2 separate regions of the Anas platyrhynchos genome follow, and region 1 is linked to region 2. A link is a contact called in public Hi-C data. All regions are on one chromosome and are shown on one strand. Each heading gives the region's core, a stretch centred on a gene start, on an enhancer-like site or on the middle of the called end of the contact. The rest is flanking DNA. Distances are from core to core; before and after follow the strand shown. Region 1 overlaps MAP7D3 (MAP7 domain containing 3). Region 2 holds the start of LOC101793542 (P2R1A-PPP2R2A-interacting phosphatase regulator 1).

Region 1 (6,478 bases), core at 3,544-6,043, 200 kb before region 2:
TTTTACAAATAAAACCTGTGTCACCTCTGAAATCTCATCTGAAAAATTGTTTCTTCTTAAAAAATGAGCAGGCCCAAGTTAGTTATTAAATTAAAGAATCTGCAGCCTCAAATAGAACTTGATGCTTTTATTTTATGTGTTTATTTCATGAGTTAGGGTTGTAGAAATTCTCTTAATATGGAATGATTCTTTCTCACAGTTGCTGCAGCCCAAGCCATAGCAGAAGAAAGAAGAAGCCAAAGTGGTGTTAGCCCTATTGCAGTCCAGACCTCAATAAACATAAAGACAGCAACTAAACCAGGTATGATTATTGGTCATTGTTCTTAATGAAGTGTTGGGTTTACAGGGAGGTTTTTAAAAAGAAGTTTGATGCTCTTTCCTTAGTAGAGATTAGCATGAAGTGCTTGTTTAGATGGTTCATAGATTCATTGAAGGTCTAGTTCTGATGACAGGCTTTTTGTTCTCAGTGCTCTCAGTTCAGCTGCTGAAGTTGCCTATCGTTTCAGCAGGACATAACAATGAAGATAAATGCATTCTTCATGTTCTGGTTTGCTTGCCAGTTCACTTCTGTCTGAAATTCAGGTTTTTATACCTACAAAGACTCAGGCAGTCCTGGTTCTGCTTAGCCTGAAAAGTAGCTATCCTGCAGCACTTTGAATTTGTCAAGATGCATAAACTATCTGTTCCCAGATGGAGTTTTCCTAGATTCCTGTATTTCTTGATCACGGGAATTAATATGTGCAGGAATAAGGATCAGAGTTGAATTTGGAATAAGTGTACGTTCTACAACGTCTGATGTTTCCCAGGCTTTCTTTTGACTGCACACAGTGGGCTTTTTAATCTTGTGCATACTTTCAGCTGCACCCATTAAAAAAGGATCGGTTGTAGTGAGGGAGTGGAAAGGGGAAGGGGGAGGGTATTCTGCCTCTTCTTAGTTTTCCAGTTGAGATCTCTAATCTCTATATAAAATGTGCAGTGCTTTGGTGGTATGCATCTCTCAGGATGTTCCATAATCCTGTCAGTAGGAAAGACTTTACAACTACTTTATTTAGATTTAAATGTTCAAAATAACTGACAATTACATGTCTTCAATTTTTCTTTTGACAGTGATAGATGGTTCTACTCTAAGAACAGAAGAAAGGCAAAGACTAGCCAGGGAGCGTAGAGAAGAGCGGGAAAAGCAACATGGTATTTTCTTGTTCCATTTGAAATATAATTTCTGAAAATCTTTGTGATAAAATAATAACTTATGCTCTTACTCCTCGTTTAGTCACTTTTTTTCAGCTTGCTGGAGACCACCAACCAGGTCTGCCCTTGGTCTTGCTTCAGTGACCATCTGTGAGCCTGGAGAAAAATTAGAGTTGAGAGGAAAATATTACAGAGATTTTTGGCTTCTTGAAACTGTATATTGCTTCTGTCTTTCCAGTTCTGAGGGACCACCAGGCAAATAGACTCAACTTCTTGTTGGAAACCTCAGCAAAAACATTTCTGAAATGATAACCTTTATCTTAGAGCTTCTTCCTGTAGCCCTGAAGACTGAGGTTTGAGAAACACTGATTCAGAGAAAACCAAAAAGGACTTAGCTAGTTGAATGGCTTGATTGCCTCGAATACTGCTTCTCTTGTTTCCTAGCATGCTGAAAAGGCTCCTGGATTTAAGTGTCAGCAGTATATGCTTTATTTTAGCTAAGAATCTGAGACTTAGAGAAGAGTATAAAACTCTTGCCCAGCTTTATGCTGTTTGTGATGTGAATCTGAGTTTATATATGTGAAGCAAGAGATGAAAGGGTCACGGTATGCCCTGCAGTCCTTGTTCTCAGTCTCCCAGCTGGTGAGGAGCAGCGTCTTACTCTGGCCTGCATGTCTGTGTTGCTTAATGTGTGATCAAAGACACACAAAACAGGAATGATCGTCTCTTCCTAACATGAAGAGAGAACAGGACTGGGATGTACGTAAATTCAGAAGTATTTTTGGGGCTTTGTACGTAGATAATGCCAATGTGTTGTTAATATAATTATCTGGTCTCTAAGATCATTTCATCTGTCTAGCCACAGAAACTACCTCTACTGTGTATTCAGGCGCTAGATTTTTGTCAGAGGAGGTGAAGCTTGTTAAACTCTGCACAGCTGTATCTAGGTGGAGGCTGTGGAGAACGGTGACATAACTATTTGAACTCAGATGCAGTATCTACAGCGTTTTCCTGTGTTGTTGCCCAATGCTTTACATCTTTTCCATATAAGTTTAATTCTAAAAAACTGAGAATTGCAACATAGAAAATTCCACCCTTTGATACTCAACTTACTACTTACTTATTAAGACTATTATGATGGCAAGGAAAGTGTGTATATACATATCCTGGCATTCCTGTCTAGACAGTGAAGTGTAATGGCAGAAAAGGTTCGAATTCATTGCCATCCTGGGGACAGAATTAGACATCTCAGTCATCATGTGAAGTGTCATCCAGCACTGCTAGCTAATCTTGCTATGTGTTGTAGTTTGAAGGGGTGATAATTTTGCTTGGTAGTTTTGCCTGTAATGTGTGTTGTAATATCAATGAATAGTTAAGTTTGATTTCAGTTTTCTCTTAAAAATTTACAGCTGCCAAAGAAACACAAATCCTTGAAAAGGAGAGAAAAGCAAAACTTCAGTATGAAAAACAGTTAGAAGAAAGGCAGAGAAAGCTAAAAGAACAAAAGCAGAAAGAGGAACAACGGAGGGCAGCAGTAGAGGAAAAAAGAAAACAGAAAATAGAAGAGGAAAAGGTACTGTGTCTTGAAGTTCTGTAGTTGTATAGGAGCTTCTACATTATGTTCTTACCATGCTCTGAATGATGAAAAATAGAAAGTCATGGGAATGCTGTGCGTGTTGGAATGTAAAAACATTTTACACATCTGTACAGTGGACACGTCCTCCATCCCCATCCCTGGACTAGTTTTAACTATAGCTGAGGAACTCTGGACTTTGGAAGCTGTGTTTGCTGCTTGGCCAGTGATTATTTTTGACATTCACAAAAACAAACAAACCTCTATATTCCTAAATGTGTTGCTTCTTTTTGGTGCACTTAATAGATCCCATTTGTAAATTACCATGGGTGACAGGTTTTAAACTTTTTTCGGCTCTGTGTCTTGCTTTCTGGGAGCCCAGCTGTGGCCAATGAGTCTCACATTCTTTCAGTTCTCCTAAATTATAATTTGTTACCATGTGTTGTGCAATTGATGTTACCTGTGTACTTATTTACTGCTTTGCACTTTGTATCAGCTGTTCTTAATTGCCTGTCCCTTTGCCTTTGCTTTGATTGCACATGGAGAGTAGCAGAGCAGTATTTGACTTGTGGAGCATGTTGCTGGCTTCATAGAAGCAGAGAACAGAAATAAATACGTTACTATGTGCCATCCCCTTTGACAAGTTGATCTGCTGATGCATGTTAAATGTGTTGCAAGTTATGAAAGGGTTGATTTCCAGAAGCGGTGTAAGCAGTAAAAGCATAACACACACACACGCTTTCATAAGCTAACTGTAAGAACTTGCTGTGGTCGTTGATGAGGAGGATGTAAGCCTGGCTGGATGTCCCCTTGAAGAGTCCAGCTATTGTCATACTGTTCGAGGTATAGGTCTCTTTTTTTTTTTTTTTTTTTGACTGGCAGTATTCTACACTGATGTTTTATTATCTATAATCAGCTTCTGGGTGTGTTCAGATGGATATTCCGTTTGAACTTCATGGAATAATTTACATTGCTGAAGAACAAGCAGAAATGTTTGGGGTGGGCTTGACTGGAGTCCAGTGTGGTATTATCTCTTCAGGCAACTACTTTAAGCATAAAACATCCCTTATGCTTCAAGAGGTGCTGCCCCTAAGCCTACAGTGTGTTTATTCATGAAACTTAGAGGATGATAGGTATGTTTTCAGTAGCCACTGTGGTGAGTGGTGAAGGGACTAGCCGATGGGTTTTTGATTGATGTTAACCTTGTCTTTTAATTGGTCCCTGGAGGAAGACAAAGAGAGAGATCTGTGAAGAATCAGGGAGGTAAGAAAATAGTGTGCACTTGACCTGTAAACCTTGCTTTCAACCAGAAAAGGAAAACAGATCTCGACTTTTGGACTTCCACACCTGAAAAAAACTGCTTCTACAGAAGCTATCTTAAGGCATTATTTGCCAGCAAGATACCATCTTCTCTTGTAATTTAGCAGATAGAAGTGCATCAAAAATACATAGTCTGCCACGTGCTTGTAAGGTTCTTTAGCCAAGTCTCATTTAGTTAATCGCCTTCCTTGGATAATGCAGAGGAAGAAACACAATAGCGAGCAATGTGGAAAAATAAGTGGTTCTCTGTGTAAGCCAGTCTTGAAGACAATTAGCAATGGTACCGTTGAGATACCTGTCTTAGAACAATTACTCAATTATTCTGTACAGCTGTGCAACTGATTATGTTGATGTATTGAGTTGATAACTGATTTTCCATTGTTTATAAAGCAAAGTCTTTAACTATGACTTTCAAGAATTACCACACTGCAAATACCTTCTCATCTACAGATTACATAAAGACTAGATGCTTAGGCATGTTAGGTAAACTCTAATTCAGCTTTGTTTAACAAGGGATGAGGGGCAACAACTAAGCTTTATATTTCAAAAAAAAACTTTTCATTTTATCTTTTGTCAGTATATGGAATGCTGCTTTCCTTCCTTCCTTTCCTCCTTCCTTCCAAGTTTACTTTGTCTGTTTTACACTGTGACTGTGTCGGTTTGTATTGTGAAACGGTGTTGAAAGAAAGTGAAAGTCTTACGTCCTCAGGAGGGAGGAACATTTGGATAATAAGTCCCCTTGGCATCTTACTCTAATGTGTCGGCAGTAAATACTGCATCAAGAGATCGCTTGGGATATGACTGTTCCAGAAAAGAAATGTGTTGTTGACACGTGGATGGAAACCTGACTGATTATGGAGAAGAAATGGTCTAGCATGATTACATTTTGTCTTTGTGCACAATAGATGAAGTTCCCACGTTAGCAGTTCTTAGTCCTGGATACAGAAGAAAGCTTTGTTCGGTACTCCTCATCCTGTCAGCAGCGATCGCTCTAGTCTAGAGCTGATTAATCTTTTTTGCAGATTTTTTGCTTTCATATCTTGCAATGTCTGGTTTCATTGTGTATCTATTGATGTCAGTATCTGTTAATACTTGGATCAGTGTTCATATAGTTCTCTGACAATACAAACAACCTTATAGTTACACTTGGTATTTTATAATGGAGAATTTCAAGCACCTCTTAGAAATAACTGGAGAATATAAATAGTGTAAAGAATAAGCAATTATTTTTGCTCAGTTTGGGCTTCATCCCTATTTAGAAAATAAGTAGTACTGTTTACTGAATAGGAAACCTGATGGCTATTTTAAGTAAAGAGTAAAATAGATTACCTGTGCTGTCACTAGTCTAATCATGTTTACAATTTCAAAAGTATTAATTGTCATTAACATTTTTGTGTGACAGTTTTTGCAACAAAATAAAACATTTTAAATCTTGCTGGAAAAAAATCTGTATTTTGTCTTCTAGCATAGCTGTGGTTTATAGTTACATACCTTCATAGTGGTGTTGTTTAATAATAGGAGCGATATGAAGCAGCTATGCATCGTACCTTGGAACGGAGTCAGCGACTGGAAACACGACAAAAGAGATGGTCCTGGGGAGGGTCTGTAACGCCAGATTCAGAGAGCAAAACAGGTAAGTAACACCTTTTCTAGCATGGCTAATATGCGTGAACACTGGCAGGTGTAGTGCTATTCATAGAGACCTGGGCATCCTTTCCTATGTTGGATCTTATAACAGGATCCACAGGTAGGTTTGGGGGGAAAGATTCCTGTCTGTACGTGTCCTGGAATGGTGCACTGGGAGAGATCTTTTCATGTACTGCCCAGCTGGAAGGCCTCTGCCAATAAGTAACTTTAAATTGGTTATTGTCCAGCAATAAAGTAAAGCCAAAAACTCTTCAATTCAGCTTATCTTCTGAATTGCTGGAATTGTACTGGGTGTATTTCGACTTTTGTTTTAAGTAGTGTCTTTTTTTTTTTGCCAGCTTGAATGTTAATTTTTAAGTGTTTGTTTAAAGCATGTTTGAAAGTACTTATGATAGAAATAATCATGATAATCCCCATTTTTTTTTTGCTTAACATTGTTTATTATTTGACCTTGTAACTTACAAACCTTCTTCTTCCACAGAGCAACAGACCACAGATGAAGTTGGAACTGGTGGTATTGATTTCTAAAATTTTCTTTTTCTTTTGTTTTACACTCACTACTAATCATTTAAACTTGAGTTCTTGTTTCTCTAAAACTAAGAAAAAACATCTCCGTATAGATCTTCTCCTGGATCTTGGCCAGCTATGCAACAAACGTGATCCCTAAGTGGAAAGCAGTCCTCTACATTTTTAACTATCCCTCCCAGCTAATTAAACTATAGCTTTAGTTGTGGCATCCTGAGGGAATTT
Region 2 (5,881 bases), core at 579-3,078:
ACCCATGCCATAACTCTTCGTGCCCGCTCGTCCCTCTGCATCATTGCACTTTCCCCCAGTCTCTGCTTCCGTCATTCACCTGCATCCTCCCCAGGCTCTGTTTAACATACCCTTTCCCTTCTTAATCCCTGTTCCCATGGTAATTTGCCCTGTTTCTCTTACTCAGATCTTTGCGATTTCCTCATTTCAGTCTTTGATCTCATTCTGTTCCATAGCACAGCTCCTCCACAGCCACATCCCCTTTCCTCTACCTCGTTACCCTCCTCTTCCCAGGCCTCAGCTGGCCTCCTGGACAGTCACCACTTTCTTTCATGTATGTTCCCATTGTGGTTCTCTGGGTTATAGTAAAGCCCCGGTCAGATAGCAGGTTGTTGTGTAAGTGCCAGGCACCAACAAAATCTGAGTCCGTGAAGCAGGTGTTTTTGAGCTCTCAGCCACATTTTGGATGCTGTTGACTTTTTCCAGGTACGTAGCATTTGAAGCTTTTTGTCTAGTAAAATCCACATAGTTGCGTGATGCAGTCACATTTTGCAGGTGTTTTTTATATTAACAGAGCCAACCTATGTGTGAATATATTTCCATTCCAGGCTAGATGTTTTCACTCAAATTGGCTTTTTGGCACTCTTCAGCTGACAAAGTGCTTGTGCTGAAGCACCAGACAAGGAGAATGGGGCAAGATCTTTTATTAAAGCTTAAAAATATGGTGTTGCTTTTAGTGAATGGTGGCAGTAAGACGTGATTAATAGCTTTTTTGTTTTTTTCCTCTTGAAGTACTAGATCCTATTTTTCCAGTTAAACAGACTGACCATAATTACCAGAAATCAAGCACAATAAGGCTTTAGTGTTTTTGTTTTGTTTTGTTTTTCCCAGAATAGATAGGGATTCTGTATCATCTCAAAGAAAGGCATCATTACTGGCTACAATATATCATGGTGTAAGCAATGGCATAAGGTTGTAAAAGGTTTTCCTTCTGCAATAATACAAAGCAGGGAAGTTTGTCTCCAGGTTTTTCAACATAAACACATACTGATAAAGCTTGAAAATACTTTAAATGTACTATGCATGGGCCCTGTTAAGTCATCGTAGAGACACAGTAGGCACAAAGTGTCAGTATAATGCAAGAAATACTGAACTTCAACAAAAGAGTTGATTAGAGTCCTACATTGAGCATAGAACAGCGGAAAACATTTGATTCAGTCTTGATTAACAAAAAAGGCAACGCTATGGGCAGTTCTACTCCGTTATCTAAGGTCATCTACATTCAGTCTTTTTCAAGTAGTGGAATAGTTCATGCAGCTATATTTCCACTTAAAAAAAAAGTTGAAATAGCAAGAAGTTAAAGTTTTCCACGCCAACTTTTTCTGCGCTTAACGCTCTTGAGAAAACAACAGCCATTGCCCAGAGGAAAATAAAAACTTTTTGAAATGTGATGCTGCTAAGGACCCTGAAGAACCCCTGAATGTAAGAGACAAGCGTGTATATTGCAGCTGTTACTATAGATGGATATGTAAAAAATAAAAAAACAATGAGAAGACACAAACTGCAATATTTTAATCGCTCGGCACTGAGCGGACCGAACCCAATGGCAGTGCCGGACTCGAACCCGCGGCCCCCCACACGCCGCGTTCCCGCGTGCCGCAGCCGCCCCCCCGCCTCCCATTGGCCCATTTCAAACACACGCCCCGCCGCGGCGCCCAATCGGCGCTCGCCCCCGCCTCGGAGGCTCTCGGGAGCCCGAGCGGAGCCGAAGCCGGCTCTCGGGCCCGACGCGGCTCCCGCGGGCATGCGCGGTAGCGGCCGGGCGGCGGCAGGGCGCGTGCGCCGCGGCGGGCGGTAAGCTGCGGGCCGCGCCTCCGCCTTGCCTCCCGCGCATGCGCGCTGGGTGGCGGCGCCGGGGCTGGCGGCGGCGGCGGGGGGCGTCGGGCCTGAGGCGCTCGCTCCGCTCCCGTCCCGTCCCGTCCCGTCCCGCGGCCTCCGCGCCCGTCCCGTCCCGTCCCGTCCCGTCCCGCCCCGCCCCGCCCCGCGCGCAGGCGGCGGCCCCGGGAGGCGCGGGGCCGGGCAGGGGCCTGTAGGGGCTGCTGTAGGGGCATGGGGCGCTGCTGGGGCCGCCCCCCTCGGCGGGCCCGGCGCGCCCCCGGCCCCTGCCCGCGGCGCCGCCCGCGGGGCCTGTAGGGGCGGCCGCAGCGCCCCGCGCCCTGGGGAGCGGCGGCGGCGGCGGCGCGGGATGAGGAGGAGCCGCGGCGGCCGGCGGCAGTGAATGGGCGTCGCGGCGGAGCGGGCCGAGCCGCAGGCGCAGGCGGGGCCGGGGCCGCGATGGCTCAGGAGAAAATGGAGCTGGACCTGGAGCTGCCGCCGGGGAGCGCCGCGGCCCCGAGCGACGGGGGCGGCCTGAGGAGATCCAACAGCGCCCCCCTCATCCACGGGCTCAGGTGAGCGCGGCCCGGCCCGGCCCGGAGCCCTCGGCAGGGCCGGGCCCGGAGCCCTCGGCCGGGGGCCTGCGGTAAAGCTGTGGAAGTCAAATGGGTGCTTGCCATGCGCTGGAGATGGATGTACGTCCAGTAGCACCGTGTGGTTCTAAGGAAAGTGTGGTTCTAAGCATCCCTCAGAAGGCTGCTCACAAAGCCTGTTTGTTTTTTCTCCCTGCAGTGACAACTCGCAGGTTTTTCAGCCTTACGTGTTGCGAACTCGCAGGAACAGTACAACAGTTATGAGCCGTCACAGTATGGTAAGGAATCTCAAGCATGTTTTGTTTACACCTAACAAGAAGTAATTGGGCTGGAGAAATGAAGTTAAACTTGATTTGTGCTTGCACTAAGCGTCAGAGCGAGATTCCAGACTGCAGAATATGCATTTTTCACCTGCAGCTGCTGCCTACAATAAAACAATGCTTGTGCATTAGTTGCATATCCCCAAGAACGGAACAGTATCAAGAACCATGATTGATTTCTGGTATTAAGTACTATCTTAATATTAATTTGGACCTGAACACAGATGGGAAGAAAAAACTGCTATCACAATTGAAAGTCTTGAATGGTTCTTTTAATTTGTTGTAAAAACGGAAGAGAGGGATTTGCAATGCTCCATTGACCTTTTTTTTTCACGGGGCCTTTTTTTTTTTTTTTTTTGCAAAGGCTGAACACTAGACATCAGAGAATCATATGGAGAAGAGTTTTATATCCTGGTTGATATTCTGCCTCTTGTTGTATAAATCTGTTAGCATACAGTAGTGCACTTACGTGATTTTTCAAAGATGTTATGTTTCATTTTTCTCTCTTTCTTTATTGTCAGCTTATGCTGAGCTATGTGCTCTTTTCTGCTATTTTTTCTCTCTCATCCAAGGGTAGTGAAGATTAAATTGTTTTTCTCAAAACCTGTGGAACGTGAAGTCCTAAAATATGTGTTACTTCTATGTTTTTTATCTTGTTCAGAAAAAATGCAGTGGAGTTCTAGTTCAAAGTCTTTTGTTATGAGGTATGTTTAAAGACAGACTGCAAATCTTTGGAACTCAAATAGTAGGTGTCATGTAGACAGACACGTGGGCATCCTGAGTGAGAACTGTTGGCTGTATGTGGCACTAGCCAAAGGTTCAAAGGGATTAGATGTATAAGGTACTTCGCAATTGCAAAAGTAAAGGTTTACAGAATGCTCTTCAAGATGGAGCTGAAATGCTCTATAAAAGTAAGCTGGTTGAGTAAGTTAGTACAGGGGTCTGTCGTCTTATTCTAGACAGTAGGGAATTAGATAATACTCTCAGTTTCATTTATAATCCCTCTCTTGCTTAAATGGCACATACAGCTGTTTGTGCACTTGAGATACTAAGAGCATGCAACTCTGAGATCAGCACTGCTTGCAGAGTGACAGAATGAATTTGTAAGTAGTAAAACTAGTCTTTTGAAGGTCAGTGTTTTCATTTTGCAACATTATTTGAGTCATCCACATGAAGTTGTACAGCTCATTTTTAATTCAACAAAAATGTAGGTGTATGGGTGGATGCAGGCTGTTGGTTTGCGATTTAATCATGGTGGCTGTCACTTTTTTTCAGTTGCTGTCATCATCTCCCATTCGTATTCCTAGTAGTCGACTTCATCAGATCAGAAGGGTAAGTGAGGTTTTTAACTATATATTTAGTAACAGAATGAAAAGCATTTATATAATACTGAAATACATAATGTGAGTTTCTTTCCTATTGAATTTTTCAAGTATTAGAGGAAACAGAGCTAAAAAAGATTTAATTTCAACACGGAAGTGTGATTGCAAGGCTTATTGTTGTCATGTTTCAACTACCTTGCATTTTTGGAGTGCTGTTTCCTTAAGAGAAATGCTGAGGTAGGCTTATAGCAGTTTTTCTTTCTGGAGAGCTTCTATTGTCCATATTTCAATTCTAAAAGCAAATTACTGAATCAGGAGTAGTATTATAAGTACCTGTGATGAACAGATGTTACATAAAAACTTAAAATGTTTATCTCCTGCAGGAAGAAGGAGTGGATTTAATGAACAGAGAAACAGCACACGAAAGGTGAGTGTTATGGAAACAAGATGATAAAATAGTCAGTTATCCTCTTTGTAGCTACTGATGGGATTTTTTGTATTCTAGGGAAGTGCAAACAGCAATGCAGATAAGCCAATCATGGGAGGAAAGCTTGAGCCTGGTAATCTCTTTATAGATGTTTCATATTTAATTCCACTTCTACGCTCAACTGATGAATTTAAGGGAAAGAGAGGAGTAACTGTGGAAATAATCTCAGATAAACCGAAGTTCATCTGTTTTAGCTCTTTTGCGTACTTGGCCTAACAACTTTCCATGGAAGGTTGTAGCTTGGATTCTAAGGTAGTGTCTTGTGCAACTGTGAAGTTTGAAACTTTTGTATTTACAGAGCGACAATGACTTGGACAAGTCTGAGAAATCTTCCTCCCCAAAGAGAATAGACTTCATTCCAGTTTCGCCGGCACCTTCACCTACAAGAGGAATAGGAAAGGTAGGATAAGTGAAACACCAAACAGAAAACACATCTTTACAGTTCACCTTCACTGAAAATTCTAAAATGTGAAACTTCACAGATTTAAAAACCAGCAATGACAAAACCCAACCCAAATCCACGTATTACTGTTTTCTAATAATCAGATGCTTACCTTAGAGCCTGCAGAGTTTAAGCAGTGTGCTAATTCTTTCACACTGCATGTTTTCACTTGCTTTTATTTGTGTAATGTTTGGGTGGTTAGGATTCTGGTTCCAGGGAAGTTAGAAGAGGTCATTGTAGTAATCGTATACAGACTTGATCTTCAACCGCATAATTGGGGCGTGCTGGGGAAGAAGCACCAAAATCTGAATGTATTGTATGTGGAGAGGAAGAGATTAGGCAAACAGCAGAAGCTGCAGATCTGTGTGGTGAGGAGGAGTAATTTATGTCCATCAGTTATGGAAAGGAAGGCATAAACTCACTGACGGACTCAGCTCAAAATTGGGCATGCTTAATTTGCACTGAAGACTGATAGCAAATGCTGGAAAAGGAAAAAGGTGAATCTTGGGTAAACTACTTTTTTTTCAGTAAGGATGGGAAAACTGAAATGTTAGCACAGAAAAAATAGTAACTGTGTTTAAAGGTGGGCTGCCTGACCTTGTTCTCAGCCTTTTTTTGTGGTTCTGCTTTTGTACTGCTAATGTTTTATTGCAGTGAGCTTGCGAGAAATATTTGTGTGCTTAGCTTTGGGTATTCACAGGCTAAGATCAAATGAGCTACAGTATCACAGAGCTAAATAGTCTCTTCTGCTCTGGCAGACTGTATTAAATTTTCAGGTATTTTGAGTAAACTCAGCTGGTTTGCATAACAAATGTATTGGAAAAAAAGTAAGTCCTGAGTACTGTACTGTTATTTCTAACTGT

What was found. Hi-C and Micro-C count contacts between places; a contact is called where the count stands out from the background.
Region 1: a contact with region 2 is called in a Hi-C map of skeletal muscle, with 2.4 times the contacts expected there. The contact joins the enhancer-like site here to the promoter of LOC101793542 in region 2. A contact is called at or near these places in 3 of 8 Hi-C or Micro-C datasets (liver, skeletal muscle and small yellow follicle).

The regions. Positions count from the first base shown.
Region 1 is chr10:17,092,991-17,099,468 of IASCAAS_PekinDuck_T2T, reverse strand. MAP7D3 (MAP7 domain containing 3) reads left to right here. Exons shown (of 21, transcript XM_038184002.2): 2 at 200-301; 3 at 1,108-1,188; 4 at 2,598-2,761; 5 at 5,600-5,714; 6 at 6,210-6,242. Among named protein-coding and RNA genes, the nearest start is that of MAP7D3, 17 kb to the left of the region's middle. Within about 2 kb of position 4,793, at least 1 of the 8 cell types and tissues checked has an H3K27ac peak or open chromatin away from gene starts, as enhancers often do.
Region 2 is chr10:16,890,514-16,896,394 of IASCAAS_PekinDuck_T2T, reverse strand. It overlaps LOC101793542 (P2R1A-PPP2R2A-interacting phosphatase regulator 1), which reads left to right and starts at 1,828. Exons shown (of 10, transcript XM_013103583.5): 1 at 1,828-2,429; 2 at 2,647-2,725; 3 at 4,043-4,099; 4 at 4,473-4,516; 5 at 4,595-4,649; 6 at 4,875-4,976. The coding sequence starts at 2,314.